Regions from separate parts of the Mus musculus genome. Here region 2 is linked to region 1. Evidence: chromatin contacts called from public Hi-C data. All regions are on one chromosome and are shown on one strand. Each heading gives the region's core, a stretch centred on a gene start, on an enhancer-like site or on the middle of the called end of the contact. The rest is flanking DNA. Distances are from core to core; before and after follow the strand shown.

Evidence for each region. Hi-C and Micro-C count contacts between places; a contact is called where the count stands out from the background.
Region 2: a contact with region 1 is called in a Hi-C map of cranial neural crest, with 1.7 times the contacts expected there. The contact joins two enhancer-like sites. A contact is called at or near these places in 1 of 484 Hi-C or Micro-C datasets (cranial neural crest), 1 of 115 datasets of contacts at active chromatin or transcription factors (embryonic basal ganglia) and 1 of 9 other capture datasets (embryonic stem cells).

The regions. Positions count from the first base shown.
Region 1 is chr3:130,313,997-130,316,958 of GRCm38.p6, forward strand. All of the region lies in intron 2 of Col25a1 (collagen, type XXV, alpha 1), which reads left to right. Among named protein-coding and RNA genes, the nearest start is that of Gm22682, 110 kb to the left of the region's middle. Within about 2 kb of position 1,570, at least 5 of the 459 cell types and tissues checked have an H3K27ac peak or open chromatin away from gene starts, as enhancers often do.
Region 2 is chr3:130,586,555-130,589,735 of GRCm38.p6, forward strand. The region is part of intron 35 of Col25a1 (collagen, type XXV, alpha 1); the gene reads left to right. Among named protein-coding and RNA genes, the nearest start is that of Etnppl, 29 kb to the right of the region's middle. Within about 2 kb of position 1,882, at least 7 of the 459 cell types and tissues checked have an H3K27ac peak or open chromatin away from gene starts, as enhancers often do.

The DNA.
Region 1 (2,962 bases), core at 320-2,819:
TTCAGTGCTGTCAAAGAATGTAGTTCCCTATGTGTTTCAATACTTTGCTAAAGTTCACATTACTTAAATTGATAAATAATTTCAACTTTCCTTTAATGACACCAAATTACCCAGTAGAAAATTGCTTTTGAAACGTTTCTCCATCACTGACTATTGTAAGCTGTAGGGCTGTTGCTTACAATGTGGTTCAGTTCCAGAAACACTTAGAGTACTTATTATGGGTTTTGATGGAAAGTATAACCATCAATGTAGGCAGCGCACAGCTTAGGGGAATGTGTGGAGGCAAGGAGTATAATCCAGATGCAGTGTGTGTGATGATGACCTCGTGATGATGAGACCTCAGGTCACCTCATATGTTTCTGAAGATAGGCTTCTCAAATGTGCTCAGTGAAGATGTGTACAATCATGCAAGGTAGAGGGGAGGGCAAGGGACTGGGTGAGATTTCAAGGTAAGGAGAATCATACTGTCTGGGGAGTGACAGGATGGCACTGTTTCAACTGTGGAACATGGGTTGCAACTGAGGAGAGAGGTGGCAGGGAGACTATGATCACCATGGAGTGTGGTGGAGCAGAACATTGTACATGTGAGCCCGAGGACCAGACAGGGATGCTGTACCTGGGTGAGAAGCATTCTCAAGACTCACTGTTTCACTTGGACACTGGGTGGCCTGGAAGAGTGGATATTGTGATGGAGAAATTAACTTGAAGTTTTTTTTTTTTTGTAGTGATAAGAAAAATCTATTCCTTTTTTCATGTTAATTAATACTCAGAGTTAATTTCAGTGTATGCATATATTCAAAAACCACCTGACCTCTGTTACTGCTTCTTATTATTATGGAGTCTAATTAGGCTGATTCTTTCTAGCCTGCTATGACTTGAGTTTTGAGGAATCACATATTTGTGAAGATTGTTGCGCGTCTAGATTCTGAGGCCGTGCGTTATCATTGACCTAGTTTATTTGGACTGCAGTATTGCCCCTGTCTGAAGAGTGTCTCATACAGTGGCAGTGGAGCTGAAGTTCGTCATCCTGACTGCAGGAAGCTTTCTCTGTACACTCACTGCATTTGCATTGACACTCTCTAGGCTTCTTTAAAACCACACGCCCCAAGAACCAGTTTAAAAAGGAGGAGGCCCACCTGAGTGGTCCACGCAGGAACAGATCTCCAAGCTCTTCTGTGGTGAGCCTTTTCCTTTGTCAGCATGGCTCTTCAAATAATCCATTCCTTAGGCCATGGATCTCATGGTAAGATTGAGTTCTAAATATGCAAAAATATTCTACTGCATTTTCTTTTGAGTAGCAAAGCTAGAGTAATATAATTTCTATAAAGAAGATTATCAATAATTTTTTAATAAATACTTAATAAATATTTCTAGTCTGGCTCAGCTTGAGATGCAAATGCTTTGGAGTCTAAGGAGATTTGGGGTGAGTATGGCAAAGCTTTCTTGTGCTTGTGGGTCTCTGGTGGAGGGACCCTGGTTACTGTCTGCCTTCTTTCCTTAAGATAAGAGAAGAGGACTGGATCCCATTGGTCTGGCATTAACCGGTAAATGTGTTTCCAATTTAGACGTCTGAAACTATATTATGGTAATCATTGGAAGTTTTAAATTGAATAACAAGCTGTAGTGCAAATGCAGGTTACAAATTAGGAAAAGTGCAGGTGAGAAACACACATGCTGCCAAAGGTCTTTAGCTCAGTGTTCTCTTGCTAGCACCTCAGCAGTAGAGATGCAGCAAGCCTCTCTTACATCCACAGTTTGGGGTTTTGCAGATTTTGGGACGTGGCGGTTCCAGTCTCTGTGTTTTGCAACTATAAAATACTTAAGTGCAGCATGCACACACATGGACTAGGCTTGGTCTGGAGATGTGTGCAGATTCCACGGGACACGTGGGTATAGGACGTGGATATAAGTCCAGGAGTTATGGAAGTGTAAAGTTTGGAGGTCGATAACTGAATGAAAATCTTGGGAGATGAGAAAAGGGGAAGGCCATATTCCGCCAGAGTGGAAAGCCTGCTGCTCTGTGCTGAAAGGGAGACGCTGCTGGGGGAAACATGGAACACATCACCCTGCCTCTTGACAGCTTCACCTTGGAGAGAAGCAGATTCAATCCTTCCAGTTGCTGTTTTGAAGTTAAAAGTGTTTGACCGGGTGCAGCCCCTGAATGGTGTTTAAGGAATAAAGAGAAAGGGCAGGAAGTACTAATTGGCAAATTACTCCTTGTTATTTAGTTTGGCTTCCAAGGTAGAAAGTTCAATAATGAGGAGCTTTGTGGAAGTTGCCAGTAAGCAGGACCAGGGAGCTTTTTTCTTCAATTACTATTTAATGCGAGCATATTCCCGACACACATTGTACCATTTAGGCCATCATTTTCTATTAAACAAATATTGTCCTATAATGATTTTTAAGCCTCTCTCTATGGATGCATTTATGATTTTTGAACCATCTAAATGAAGCACAACTTGCGAAGAGGAGACGAATTGATTTTTTTTCACGTCACATGGTACTTCTTGAGGTGTGTTATCACTTCACAGTTTCTCCGTGTTCAAAAAAAAATACATTTACTTGACAGCTTCTTCATGGTTGTCCTAATCCTAATTAGAGAAAGGAAAACATCAATAAGACTTTAGAAATAATTCCAAACTATGTTACCACAAAGAGAATATGGCCTCTCTCGATTCTAGCACCTCCGAATGTTAACAGAGAATTTATTGATTTAACGAATAACAATAATATTTTTGATATTATTTTTGAGGAATTAAAAAATAAAAAAGGACTTCAGATTCCACACCACCTTCTGACTAGGCGACCATCACTGTGGGATGGCTCTGCTCGGGCTTGAGTCAAAGCAGCTCAGAGTTTATATCTCTTTGTTTTGTTGGGCACCACTGAAGTTTAATGCCAGACTTATCAAAGGCCACACAGAGAACGAGGAATTCAAATTTACTCAAGGAAAGAAGAATTT
Region 2 (3,181 bases), core at 632-3,131, 270 kb after region 1:
CCTTTCTCTCCCTCCCTTCCTCCCTTTCTCTTTAACCCAATAGTAAATCAAGTAAGTGTTTACATTGGATGAAGCAAAAAAGCAACAAAACCTCGATAATGAAAATCTTAAAGTAGCTGAATATCCGTCCACCCCATGATTCCAGGGTAAACCAGTCCTCCTTAGATTCATGTGTGCCCTGATATACTTAACAACACAATGATTTTAAAAGTCTAGTAGATTCTCTTGAACAGTGAAACTCATTCCTGTTATGATGCAAGACCAAAAGAGATGTGTCAAAGAAAAGCAACGAAGCCCCTGCATGTGTTTTAGGAATTAGGAGTTTCTCAGCCTCCCGTTGGTAAGAGCCCATACCATGGTCATCTCAAGCTCCGCCTTCCACATCATCACATACCGTGAGCACCTGTGCATTCCTCTCCCACGATAAACCTTAAAATCGTCACACTGCCACCCCAAGGTGGGTGCTGTTATTTCCCTATTTCAAAAACGAGGAAAAGTATGCTATAAGAAGTTCTTTTCCACATTATAAATCCTGACTACAAATTGTAATGCAGTTTGAGACAGGTTCTATGTGAGACCATTGAACACAGCAAATTGTTTTTAAAAGATCTGCTTAATTGTTATATATTTACCTAGTGGGTTGTATGGGTCTAAAATGTTACACAAGGAAAAAAATTTATCATGCAGTACTCAGTTTTATTATCTTTAAAGAAGTTGGAAATTATACCAGTATTGGCTCAGTGTAGAGTTCTTACTGAGCATGTGCAAAGCCCTGAGTTCATTCTCCCAGCATAGCAAAGAAAAAAGAATGAAGAGTCTAGGGGAGAGGAGAAATTTTCATTACTGTAGCTTATAAAACCATAAGCTACTCACATATCCTCCCTCAGAAAAATGCTAGTCACTCACACAAAAATATTTCCACAATTATTCCAAGTTTTATATTTAGGAAAATTAGATTCTAAAGGTTAAACACTTTGTATATATCTCTTTCATCAGTATAAGAAATGAAAACTGACAATAATTATCACATTTCAACTGCTCATACACACGATGACACATAACTTTGAAGAATATAGATTATCACTTCATTTTACAACATGCTGTTGATTGATAATGTTGACATGTTCTTCTCTGTGATAGCATTAACATATCATTCTTCATAATGGCTCTTTTCCATAAAGCTTGCTGTTCGCTGAAATATCAACCCCAAATCATTGCCTATCACAGTAATTCCAGTAGTTAGTCTGAAGTCCATTTGCCAATCAAGCAATGAATGCCACTTAACCAACACACCTGGTCTTGGTTAGTCCTACTCAAAGATGGCTCCGCTGCCTTCAGGAAGGGCAAAGCACAGGTAAAAAGTTTCTATCAGTTCATGTCATGACACTGAAGCTGCTCGCTGAAGTGGGTGCTGATTCTTCATGAGTGAGCACTTGCTTCCAAAGGCATCGTCCATTTCCTGTCTCACCTGCTCCTCCTTCCCTCTCCCTGTCACAGCTTTGCCTTCACCCATGCTCTAGTGAACCACACCAAATTTCTATCCCCTGTATCCAAGAAGCCCAAGTGGTTTTGATTCCAAGCCTTCTGCCCCCATGTTCTTGGCACACAGGAGATGACCAAGGCGGAGCTTTCGGCCCATGCTGTCAGAGTGAATGTATTAATTTGAATGAGTGTCTCATACTTCAATGCGGTGTGCGCATTGTTCTGTCTATTTTCCTTTGAATATTCATGTTGCTTGCTTCAGACTGTTCGGTTTTATTGCAACTGCCATCCAGATTGCAGGATGAATGCTCTCATCTACGTATGTATCTATGTACTGTCTTCTGCATTCTGCACAGCACCAACTGCCTGTCTATACGTTTGCAGATGTCTCCGTTAATGTGAACCAGCTGGGGTGCATTCCTTCCCTCCTCTCCTTTCGCCTCCTTTCCTAAATTCCTCCATCCCTAGGACCCATGCCGACATCCTACAAACCTTGACCTTGATTCCCAAATACTAATTTCCATGGCTACATTCCCACTACGTAATTATCCTGCCTACCTCATTTTAATGAGCCCAGACTGCTTTTCCTATCTGCAGCGTTGTGGGCTGGAAACTCATTTACCATTGTGAACAACAAAGATTGAAGAAGACCGCCTAGGTTTATCCAACTGTTTCTCCAGTTGGCATTGCTGCCGTGTACTAGCACCTGAAATCTGTGTTTAACTCAATCAGTCAAGTGTTCACTTTTATTTTTGCCAGAGAGGAAAAGTTAAACACAATAGAGGCACGTTTTAATACTGGAATGTTTTTACTGGGAGCTGCAGAATAGAGTACGACTGGACAGCCTTGGGAGAGAGCAAAGCTGTAGCCTCTCCCTCTGAGTCTGTACAGCCATTATGTGTTAAAGAATACGGAGGGTAAAGGCAAGTTAAAATTACTCACAATTGGGTAGAGCATCCATTACCCTAAGCCCAGCTCCACCTGATACCAACTGGCTTCAGTGTAACTTGTCCGCCATCTTTGCCTGGTCCACAGAACAAATCCCTAATTCACTGTTGACTCAGATATTTTGACAGTCAGCACTGGTCTGCCTTTCTGATGCATCAGCCCTTTTGGTATCCTCCTTTCTTTTTGTTGAATGTCATAAATAAATAATCAATCAATCAGCCAACCAACCAATCTATCCTGTTTCCAGAATCCATTGTCAGCATGGCAGCTTAAGTTATTTTTTTTATAGCATCGTGTCATATGTACATCAGTAAACAATGGTAAATGCCTCCAGACTATTTCTAGCTAAGCCATACTTTGGATAATTTTTATTCTACACCCCCTCAAAATAAAACCTGTCTTTTATTTAAACCCTTGTATCCACAGGGGGAAAAGGGAAAGAAAGGCAAAAGGGGGCCTAAAGGGGAGAAAGGAGAACAGGGCGCTCCTGGATTAGATGCACCCTGCCCGTTGGTATGTCTAACTGATGCAACCGTCTCCAGATGTCTTGTGATGGGATGAGGATAAGATGGGAGAGGAGCAGGCCAGAGGGGTCAGTAACAGCAGGTCCTGGGAGGGCCACTTAACACAGACTTTCCGACGGTGTTCAGAAGTACGAGGCTACACTGGTGTCCTTGACATCTTGTTGCCAGCCACTCAACACTACTCGTTTCTAAATTTACAAGCAGTGCTGGCTGTCAGGAACCTGACT